3 separate regions of the Sus scrofa genome follow, and regions 2 and 3 are each linked to region 1. Evidence: chromatin contacts called from public Hi-C and promoter capture Hi-C data. All regions are on one chromosome and are shown on one strand. The core of a region is the stretch at or near the end of the contact, and the rest is flanking DNA. Distances in the headings are between cores, read along the strand shown. Region 1 holds the start of LOC100738906 (zinc finger protein 177-like). Region 2 holds the start of CALR (calreticulin). Region 3 holds the start of IER2 (immediate early response gene 2 protein).

Evidence for each region. Promoter capture Hi-C pulls out the DNA fragments that hold promoters and counts their contacts. A called contact is a pair of places that touch in the nucleus more often than the background predicts.
Region 2: a contact with region 1 is called in a promoter capture Hi-C map of liver, with 7 times the contacts expected there. The contact joins the promoter of CALR here to the promoter of LOC100738906 in region 1. A contact is called at or near these places in 1 of 5 promoter capture datasets (liver) and 2 of 47 Hi-C or Micro-C datasets (heart right ventricle and skeletal muscle).
Region 3: a Hi-C map of liver shows a contact between it and region 1, with 4 times the contacts expected there. The contact joins the promoter of IER2 here to the promoter of LOC100738906 in region 1. A contact is called at or near these places in 1 of 5 promoter capture datasets (liver) and 2 of 47 Hi-C or Micro-C datasets (liver and skeletal muscle).

What each region holds. Positions count from the first base shown.
Region 1 is chr2:68,675,593-68,679,174 of Sscrofa11.1, reverse strand. LOC100738906 (zinc finger protein 177-like) reads left to right here and starts at 1,524. Exons shown (of 6, transcript XM_021083777.1): 1 at 1,524-1,739.
Region 2 is chr2:66,100,343-66,103,742 of Sscrofa11.1, reverse strand. It overlaps CALR (calreticulin), which reads left to right and starts at 1,669. Exons shown (of 9, transcript NM_001174133.1): 1 at 1,669-1,822; 2 at 2,189-2,290; 3 at 2,475-2,678; 4 at 3,106-3,200; 5 at 3,290-3,400. The coding sequence starts at 1,732.
Region 3 is chr2:65,911,222-65,914,996 of Sscrofa11.1, reverse strand. IER2 (immediate early response gene 2 protein) reads left to right here and starts at 2,506. Exons shown (of 1, transcript XM_003123342.4): 1 at 2,506-3,775. The coding sequence starts at 3,712. It overlaps STX10 (syntaxin-10), which reads right to left and starts at 865. Exons shown (of 8, transcript XM_003480777.4): 1 at 687-865; 2 at 278-447; 3 at 8-102. The coding sequence starts at 721.

The DNA.
Region 1 (3,582 bases), core at 275-2,774:
TGTTGTCACCCCTGTGGCTCAGGTTACTGCTGTGGAGCTAGTTCGGTCCCTGGCCCGGGAACTTCCACATGCCTCAGGTGTGGCCAAAAAAGAAAAAAAAAGTTGTTAAAAATAAATTATCGAATGAACCGCCATTGAATGCAATTTGGAAAAGTGCTAGGAATATTCCATTGTGGCAATCACGTATGACATGTTCTCTTGTATATATTTATTCTACTATCTGTCCTCCTCCCCAATTGAAATAAAAGTTTTGTGAATGCATGACTCAAATATTCCCTAAATGAATGAATGAAAGAAAAGTATTCAGGGAAACAATAGTAACTGCTTAAAACCAAAAAATTATACATATATAAAAGATATAAACATGTACATACATAATGTCTAAAAATCCACTATTTATTATATAAAACGAGATAGAAGTTTCTGTTGTGGCTCGGTGGGTTAAGAAATCTACGTAGTATCCATGAGAATTCGGTTCGATCTCTGGCCTTGCTCAGTAGGTTAAGGATCCTGTGTTACCACAAGCTGTGGCTTAGGTGGTCGATGTGGCTCAGGTTTGGCGTTGCTGTGGCATAGTCCGCAGCTGCAGCTCTGATTCGACCCCTTGCCCAGGAACTTCCAGATGCCGCAGGTGCGGCCCTAAAAAGAAAAAAACCCCAAAAAACTGGATAGATTTAAATTAACAGCTCCAAGATTAATGTACAAATGTTAAGACAAGTTCAAAGAACTTGAAACATTTTTGAGAAGGACAAGAAAGTTTGGAAATAAAGAATAGTGAAGAGGGATTTATCGGTTATTTACTGCTGTATAACAAACCAGTTCTGAAACATTGTCTCCCAGCACCAAGCTGCAAGAGCTCAGAAAAAAGCATTCTTTGAGTCTCCGGCTGCACGGTCCTTCTAGGACACGCACGAGGACCCGCCCAACCGACTTTGTACAGCTGTGCTCCCCCCCCCCCCAGCACCCTCCTCTCGCCTGGCTCCGCCCCCAAGGCTCCCAATTGGAGCCCGCTAGGAGGGGCCCAACGGCATCCAGTGGGGGGACACTAGAACTGCTTAGGCCAAGGCTGGAGGACGCGGTAGCAGCACCTCCCGCCGCCTCAGGACCTTCCTAGGTCGGGGCTCTGAGCCTTTCGCTTTCGGAGGACTAGCGTCTTTCCCGTTATAGCGCCACGACCTTCTTCGGGATCTGCCTCTGGCACTGACTAGTACGGCCCCGCCACTGGGAGGGCGGGGTCTCGGAGAGGGCCCGGAGACGGTGCCCCGGGGGGCGGGGTCTCTTTAAAGGCGGGGAGACCAGGATCCAGAGGAGCAGGGTCTGCTGGGGCCGGAAAACTAGGCTCAAGGGGGCGGGATCTAGGCGAGGGCGGGGAAATGGGCTCGGGAGGGCGGGGTTTCTTTAAGGGCGGGGGAAAAAAAGCTCCAGAGGGCAGGGTCTCGGAGAGGGCGGGGAGACTGGGCTCAGTTGGGGCGGGATCTAGGTTGGGGCGGAGAGATGGGGCTCCAGAGGGCGGGTCTCTGCGGGGGCGGGGCCCTGAAGCTTCGGAGGCGAGGTCTCGAGCGACAGGGGACACGCTGGTGTTGACCGAGTCTCCGTGTCCTTCCGTCCTCGTGACCTCGGCATTTTGTCGGTTTTTCGGGTGAGAGGCGCTGGTGAATTTTAGTCAAGGAAATCCCTTTTTGCCCTCCTCGTACAAGAAAATTTTACCCGGGATTTTTGCTTTTGTGAGCGGCATTGAGGTGAGGTTTTAAGATAGATTTTTCAGTTACTTACGTTTGATAAATTCGTCTGGGAAAAATACTTTCTCCGTTTTCCAGGGTCAGTGTAAATACGTACGTGTAATAAAACGAAAGGGAGGTGAAAACGTAAATAACAGGTCTTACAATTACATAAAGATTACTCAGCTCTGTACTTCCCAAGTCAGTTCCGACTCTCCTAGAGGCTATAATCACCGCAGAGTTTTAGAACATAGGGATCTCTTAATATTGATATTGTTAAAGTGAATGTTGGTACCATATGCTTGTATTTAAAGCGTGATAGAAACCTAAAGTATAAGGGAATTACATGACGTTTTATGTCTTAAAAACAGAACTCTCTGGGAAAAGGAGGAAGCAGCTTTCCTAATATTAGTAGCAGAAAATCGAATTTACTAACCTTAAACGAGATGCGTTTTGACCAAGTGGGTTTTTTTTTTTTTTTTTTTTTTTTTTGTCTTTCTGTGATTTCTTGGGCCCCTTCCGGGGCATATGGAGGTTCCCAGGCTAGGGGTCAAATTGGAGCTGTAGCCACCGGCCTACGCCAGAGCCACAGCAACGCGGGATCCGAGCCACATCTGCAGCCTACACCACAGCTCAGGGCAACGCCGGATCCTTAACCCACTGAGCAAGGCCAGGGATCGAACCCACAACCTCATGGTTCCTAGTCGGATTCGTTAACCACTGCGCCACGAGGGGAACTCCGGATTTTTTTTTTTTAATGACCTGCAAAACTCATGGATGAGAAATTGGACGAAAAATAATTTTGGAGGCAGTTCAGCAAAATAGACTCCTTGGTTCCAAAAGTATTTCTCACACCTTACCTTAAGAATTTTTCTGGAGTTCCCGTCGTGGCCCAGTGGTTAACGAATCCGACTAGGAACATGAGGTTGCGGGTTCGATCCCTGCCCTTGCTCAGTGGGTTAAGGATCCAGCTTTGCTGTGAGCTGTGGTGTAGGTCGCAGACGCGGCTCGAATCCCGCGTTGCTGTGGCTGTGGCGTAGGCTGGCGGCTACAGCTCCGATTCGACCCCTAGCCTGGGAACCTCCATATGCCGCGGGAGCAGCCCAAGAAATAGCAAAAGGACAAAAAAAAAAAAAAAAAAAAAAAGAATTTTTCTTAAGGGAGTTCCTGTTCTTGCGCAGCAGAAACGAATGCTACTAGGAACCATGAGGTTGCCCGTTTGATCCCTGGCCTTGCTCAGTGGGTTAAGGATCCAGCGTTGCTGTGGCTGAACCTGCATCTCAGTGCTCCCAAAATGCCACCAATCCCGTTGTGCCACAGCAGGCACTCCCATTTTAATATTTTTAATGTTTATATTACATAGAATTTATTTTTTACATTTTTACATTTATTTATACATATTTGTACATTTTTTACATTTTACATTTATATGCTTTTATCTACACGTTTTTATTTATATTTTTATGTTATTTTTATATGTATTTACATTTTACATTCATACATTTAAAATTTATATTATTTTTATATTATATTTTTTGATTTTCCATTTTACTAATGTACTCCAGGCCACAACTTTGGCACATTATAAGCAGCTTGCAATAATGTTGCCTTATTTTTTATTTTTCATTTTTTTTTAGGACTGCACCCTCTGCATATGTAAGTTCCCAGGCTAGGGGTTCAGTTAGAGCTGCAGCTACTGGCCTACACCACAGCCACAGCAATGCCAGATTCGAGCCTCATCTGCGACCTACAACACAGCTCACACCAACACCAGATCTTTCACCAGATCTTTCACCTGAGTGGGGCCAGGGATCTATCCTGCATCCTCATGGTTACTAGTCAGGGTTGTTACTGCTGAGCCACA
Region 2 (3,400 bases), core at 420-2,919, 2.6 Mb after region 1:
GCTACAATGGGAACTCTCTCAAAATCTCCTTCTAACTTCAAAATGCTTTACCCATTTTTGTTTAATTCTAGCAAGAACCCTTCTTTCCTTCCTTCTGTCACACATAAAGTAGGTTTTAAGTTTGTTCTGTGACAGGTGCTGCAGAACACCTGCAGGGGGATTGTGAGGTTAACAGGTACAGTGTCTACCTTCTGGCAGGAAGCACCAAGACCACATGTCCATGACACATGTGAAAGGGAGGGAAAGCAAGTCACTGGAAGTTCCTTTGGGGTCCTGGGGGGGATGGGGCAGGAGGGGTGCAGGTTGGGCACCCCTACTGGATACTGCCTTGGGGAAGGGGCAGAACCACAACTTCTCCAAGATCCCTCATTCCTCCCTTTTCTGAGTTCCCACCACTAGAGGGGAAGCACCCCTACCTACCCTCCTTCCAAAGTTCCCTCCCACTTCCCAGGTCCAGAGCCTATTTGCTCATAGTTTGGGAAACCCCCAGCTCTCCTTCCTCCTTCCTGTAGCCTAGGGGCAGGGAGCTGGTGTCAGTCACTGTCATGCGCCTCTGGCTTCAGAAGAAGGCTCCAGATTTAGGGGTCCTGCCCACCTCTCTTGGACCTTATCTTCCCCACCATCTGTCCCTTTTACTCCCTCCCCAACTGAACCCCCTGCCCCCTCCTCTTTAGCCGTTTAATTGCAAAAGCGAGCCGTTTGTGGGAGACCACAAGACAGTGACCCCTTTCAGTCTACCGGCTGAGGAAAGGGTGGAGGGTATATATTGGAGAGGCTCCAATAAAGGGAACAACCCTACGGAGCCACAGCCTGTAGTCACATCTTCAAGCCATCTGGGCTTCCTTCCTTTTGTCCCAGGACGTCCCTAAGATCTTTGAAAGCACTTCTGCCAGGCAGCAGCTGGCCAGCGTCGCTCCTCTTGGCCTTTCAGGAGCTCCTGTGACTTCAGAGAGGCTAGGTGACTTGACCCATTTCACACAGCAGCAGTCTTGACAAAGCGGCCAGGACACTAGGAGCCACATGGAGGAGAGAGCCCGCACTATCCCCGCAAGGCTGCATGGCTCTGGCGCTAGGGTGAAATGAAGCCCCAGGGCCCGGTGACCTCTGCCTCATCCTGGGCAGGGCGGGGTGACTGGAGAGAAAGAAAGAGGAAGAGAAAAAGAGAGGGTTGAATTAGAGAGGCTCCCCAAATTCGCAACAGAAAAAGGCTAGGAAAACCTTGCCCACCCAGCCCCATAGAGGGGATGAGCAGAGGCGAGGCTGGAACAGGGTCATAGCTCAGCGCAGTGGCACCTGCACTCGCGCGCGTTCTTTAAACGCCCAGCTGTGAAGACAGGCTCGCGGGCTAGGGCGGGGTTGGGCCGAGGTCTGGTCACATGACCTAGCCTGAGGGGCTGGAGGCCCCCACTCCACCGGTGGGCGTCCCCCACAACGCGTGGTCGACCTTCATTGGCCAGTGGTGCGGCCAATAGAAATCGGCCATCTGGGAACCCAGCGTGCCGAGGCACAGCCGAACATGCTGAGCCGACAAAGATCCAATGGAAAGGCAGGATTATAGCCACAGACCAATGATACGGCGGGGGAGGAGGGTCAAAGAGGCAGGACCAGGTTGGTTTGAGAGCGGGCCCGGTATAAAGGCTCGCGGCCGGCGGTAGCGTCCGTCCGTACTGCAGAGCGGCTGCTGGAGGAGTGACTTAAGGGGCCCGCGCGCCGCCGCCCCCTCGGCCCGCCATGCTGCTCCCAGTCCCACTACTGCTCGGCCTTGTCGGCCTGGCCGCCGCTGAACCCACTATTTACTTCAAGGAGCAATTTCTGGACGGAGGTAAGCTTTAGTCCCGCCTCGAGGCCTCTCTAACGAGGCGGCTGGCCACCTAGCCCATATCTGCGTGTCTTCTGTAATTACTGCTCAGAGGGCCAACACGGTAGTCTTCAGGGACTAAAGCCGCAAGGCGATCCTTCCTTCTCCGTCCCTGAGGAGCGTGGAGGGCGCAGCGGCCTTCTGCGGCCGGAGTTAGGGCTCGCCCGAGGCTCTCTTAAGCCATTAGAGATGTCAAACTAGAGGCCGGGGTAGGGGAAGTCAGAGAGAAGAATAGCTCTTTATTTGACCCTAGCAGCTTGTGGGTCTTGGTAGATGTTTTTTGGGGGGTGATGAGCAAGGCCGCGCTGACCTGCTCCTCTGGTCCCCTAGACGGGTGGACTGATCGCTGGATTGAATCCAAACACAAACCGGATTTTGGCAGATTCGTTCTCAGTTCCGGCAAATTCTACGGTGACCAGGAGAAAGATAAAGGTAAGAACCTAGGGATGGGTTCTCAGATCCAGGAGGACTTCCTGGAGGAAGCTCCTAATCATCACACAGCTTGGGTACCCCTAGGAACAGAGCAGGGGGAGGAAGGGGCAGTCGTCTCTATTTCCCACATAAGGGTACTCCGGGGATTGGGCTGAGCCGTGACCTCACTATCGTCCCTTGCTAGGGCTACAGACAAGCCAGGATGCCCGGTTTTACGCTCTGTCGGCCAGATTTGAGCCCTTCAGCAACAAGGGTCAGACGCTGGTAGTGCAGTTCACGGTGAAACACGAACAGAACATCGACTGTGGGGGTGGATACGTGAAGCTGTTTCCAGATGGTTTGGACCAGACAGACATGCATGGAGACTCCGAATACAACATCATGTTTGGTGAGGGGGCCCCACCCTGATCCTGACCTCTGGTTAGTTAGACGGAGCCTGAAACCCCGTGTGTTCCTTATATATAGCCCATGAAAAGTAGTCTTGAGAGCACAGAAAACCCTTACATGCTTAAGTTTTTCTTTGGAAGGGAAGCTGAGGGAATAGTTACAGTTAACAACTTTCTGCTTTGTTTTTGGTTTAAGGCTGATAGTCTGTGTGATGTTTATGTAGCTATTTTCCAATTCTACAAGTTCTCTGAGCACTTAATTTCTCTCCTTTGACTCTTTATTCTTAGTCCCTTAGAGATAAAGTCTGAATTCTGTTTTGAGCTTTGCAGACCTGCGTTTAAGAACCAAGTTTTCTTTTTGAAAAGGGGTGGGGGCGGGGCTCAGTGGTGGGGAGCCTCTAACTCTAACCGGACCTACTTCTCACCAAGGCCCGGACATCTGTGGCCCTGGCACCAAGAAAGTTCATGTCATCTTCAACTACAAGGGCAAGAACGTGCTCATCAATAAGGATATCCGTTGCAAGGTGCATCTGGGGGTGGTAACAAATGGCTGTCAGGGGAGGCTCAGAGGCCAGCCTGGTGGGTGGGGCCGCTCATCTCCTACTCTCTTCAGGATGATGAATTCACACACCTGTACACACTGATTGTGCGGCCCGATAATACTTATGAGGTGAAGATTGACAACAGTCAGGTGGAGTCAGGCTCCTTGGAGGACGATTGGGAC
Region 3 (3,775 bases), core at 1,257-3,756, 2.8 Mb after region 1:
TCTTCACCTGGACTGCTTCCCGCATCCTCTCCACAAACGCCTTTCTCTCCTGCAGGTCTCCGGCTGGGAGCTTGAACTTGCCTGGGTTGGCTTCCACAATGCGTAAGCCTCGATTAAAGAGTCAAGGCCAGACCAGGACAGAACACCCTCCTTTGCCTCAAAGCCCTCAATCGACATCTCCTAAGTGTCCAGCCTCCCCAAGGGCTGGCTCCCAGAGCCCCCTGCCACTGCAATGGGCTCTGCCATGCAGCCCTCCAGCCTCCCCCGCCCAGGATATCGATGGTCTCCTCCAGGTCCTCGAGGTCCCACTCGATGCTGCGCAAGCCATTCCTCAGCTCATTGGTCGTCCAGTCCAGCTCCTCGCGTCCCACCGCCGCGCCCTCCTGCAAGAGCTCGCACCACCGCTGGTATAGCCCACGGGCTGTGTTCACCGCCTTCTGCACCTCGCTGCAGGCAGGGGCACAGCGGGCACAGCTGGGGGCAGGCAGTCTTCCTGCCCATACTGCGCACCCAAACGAATTGGGGGCTCACGAGACCCTCATATCCCCCTGTGTACCCCTCCCACACGGCCACGGGGCAATCCCGACGGTGGTGCCCAGAATACCTGGCACGCTCCGGCTGGCACCCGGGCACTGGCTGGCAGGGGGACAGGACACCCTCTGCCCTCCCCCTTCGCTGTCACTCACCCTCGTACTACAAAAAACGGATCTTCGAGAGACATATCACGCCTCCCACCCGCCCGAGGCCGAGCCCCCTCCCCTCTCGGCCTTGGACGCAGGTTCCCTCCAAGCAATGCAGAACTCGCCGTCACCCACCCGCCCGCTCCCGTCACGTGACCCAGGCCACCAACGAGAGCGGAGCCACAAGGGGAGAAAGAGAGGCCTTAGAGGCCCGAAGTGTGGAAATTTCCGCTCTCTCTTCGGCCATCTTGGTTGTGGGCGGAAACGGCTTCCTGCCCGTACCTATTCCTCTTCGCATCTTGGTCCACAGATGTGTCAGTTCTGTCTGGCTGGGTTCGAGTCAGAGCTCCCTACGCCTTGGTTGAAGACCCAGGCCTTCGGATTGTTGCTGCGCAACCATGGTTTCCCTTCTGGGCAATATAAATAACAATAGTCTCCTTCAAATCCGGTCAGATTATGGCTGGGGAAGTGGCTCCTTCAATTAGTAGATCATCTTTATGATGCTCCTGCACCTAGATCCTGTCCTGGAAGATGGTTCCAGCCCAGGGTCAGGTGTGACAGGTTTGGGGAGCAGTATGGGGATGGGTGGTCTCTCCACCTTCCCGCGGGGCCAGGGTGAACTGCAGGCATTCTGTGACGAGTTCTGTTTGATTTACCCCTCCTCTTTTTTTCCTGCGGAGGAGGGAAGCATCCCGGGGCAGGATGGCCCTGGATGGGGGCCCTGGAAATGCTTCTGGAGGGTAGGATCTTTCTGGGTGCGACCTGGGGGTCGTGGGAGGGAGTGTGGTGGGGGCAACTCTGAAGATAGCCTGCAATGAAGTCCTTTGCGCGTGGAGTGGGACCAGGGAATGTCTGGAGAGGGACTCAGGGTGGCCGCCTGTGCGACAGAACCTTTATGTGTGGGGTCTCCGAGAAAGCATTTTTTTTTTATTGGTGGGGGGGACCGTTGCCCGAGTGGGGTCCTGATTCTTGGAGCGGGCTATCTTAAGAAACCCTCAGAAGGTCGCCCCTGTTGTGTGTCAGAGACAGCGCCTGGGCGGGGGATGTCGTTGTGGAGTTTCGTGGGATTGGGAGTGTGGGGGAGCGGGGATGAGGACGTTCTCAGCGAGTAATATATGGCAGGATCGCTGAATGGGAGCGGTTTTGGGAGAAGTCTTTTAGAAGAGAGAATAATTGACCCCCCCATGTGTCAGAGTTGGAGATGGGGGACCTGAGCGTGATCCAGAGGTGCAAAGGAGGATCACTTTAAGGGGAGGGGCAGGATCTCCATGGAGGGGACCAGAATGAGAGTCCTCAGGGAGTAGCTGCTTGAGTTGGCAAGGTCTTTGTGTAGATCTCTGGGATACGGCGTCAGAGTGAACAGTGAGGTAGCCCCTACACGCCAGCAGGGGCTTTTCTGGAGGGGCGTCACATCTTCCCGGTCTCCGGAGGGAAGGAAGCGAAACTTTCTCCTTCCTCTCTGTGGGCCGGGCTGAACGCCGCTCCGGAAACCGGGGGCTCCAGCCAGCCCTAGCTGCCGGGAGAGAAAGAGCGGAGGGGGCGTGTCCGGAGGCTAAGGCACCACCCCCGCCCGGAAGAAGCCCGTGGCTGTCCCGTATCGAGATCCGGGTTCCTGTCCTTATATGGGCAGCCGGAAGCGGCTCACGCGCACGCTCTACGTCATTACTTCCAAATTTAGTGGTGGAAGTCTAGCAGATCTCTTGGCGGGAAGGCTCGCGCAAGAGTTGGGGGCGGTGGAGCCTTCCCTTAAAGGGCCCGCACCACGAATGAATGGAACTATTCGAACCGTATTGCTTTTTTTTTTTTTTTTTTTTTTTCCTGAGTAACTGGAATTAGGTTTCCTTGGAACTGTAGTGCGAAGCGGAAGGTGGGGCGGCTGTTTTCTATCTGCTCTATTTCTGAGTTGTTCAGTTTTCAGCTTCTACCCCAACTCCGCCTCCTGGGGAGCAGAGGCGGAGCACCGCTGCGTCGTTTGGGGGGCCACAGCCACGTGCTCACTCGGGTTGTGTTGCGGCTGGGTACTCCGCCTTACGAGTTCCACGCCCACGGTGGATTTCGTGCCTAGGGAAACAGACGAAGTGGGAGGGTGATTCTTGCGGAGCGCAGAGATGGCAGCCTGGACTGCACTTGTGTCTGCAGACATCCGCCGCCCGTGGAGTGGGCATCTTTGCTCTAAGGCAACGCAACCAGCGTGTCCCGCCTTCTTACCGCTTCCATACGGAGGGGAATGGAGAGGGCTGGAGGCCCAAACGGTCTCGTTTCACCGCAGTAGCCCATTTATTTGTTTAGCAAATATTGGACGAATCACTCTTGTCTAGGTTTCCCCACCTGAAGAAATCAGATATAACTACCCTCCGCGGAGTGGAGGTGAGAGATCAATAACATATTTATGAAAGGAAAGACTTTAGCGCGTGGCACATAGTAAGTGCTTAATAAATGTTGCTAGCATCGTTATTAACAACAAAAAAACGTTAATTAAGAGACTGGTAGATGCTAGGCACTGTTCCCACGGGGGATGTACCGGCTGGAACCCGGGTCTTCCCAGGTGCGAAAGGAAACTTACAAGCTAAGGCCAGCTCGCTGGGCTCTACAGACGCAACCCGTGGGTCGGCCCTGAGCCCCACCTACGGCCCCCCTACACTGGGCCTGCGCAAGGATGCACTGGGGCCACTGAGAAAGGATACCGCCGGGAGAGGTCAGCTTGGACTGGGGAACGCTCACCCTCTACAAGTTCGGGTCCCTTTTCATCTCAGGGTAAATCCCACCCTGTCCCTTTAAGGAGTCTCTAGCCCCGCTGCGCTGCGGAAAGCCCGGATGCGGCTCTCTGATTGGGCGGGGCGTCTCCGTGACATCACACTGGGTACAAAAGGGCCCGGGTGGCGGGCGGCCGGGCAGAGCGTCCTACTAGTCTCTCAGTGTGGGTATCTCCGCAGAGAGAGGCGTGAACGAACGCATAGTCTGGAGTGCACCTGCCACCTCCCCTGCCCAGCCCAGAGTCCCCGCCAAACCTCGGTCCCGCCGTCGAGTCGTCATGGAAGTGCAGAAAGAGGCGCAACGCATTATGACCCTGTCCGTTTGGAAGATGTACCATTCGC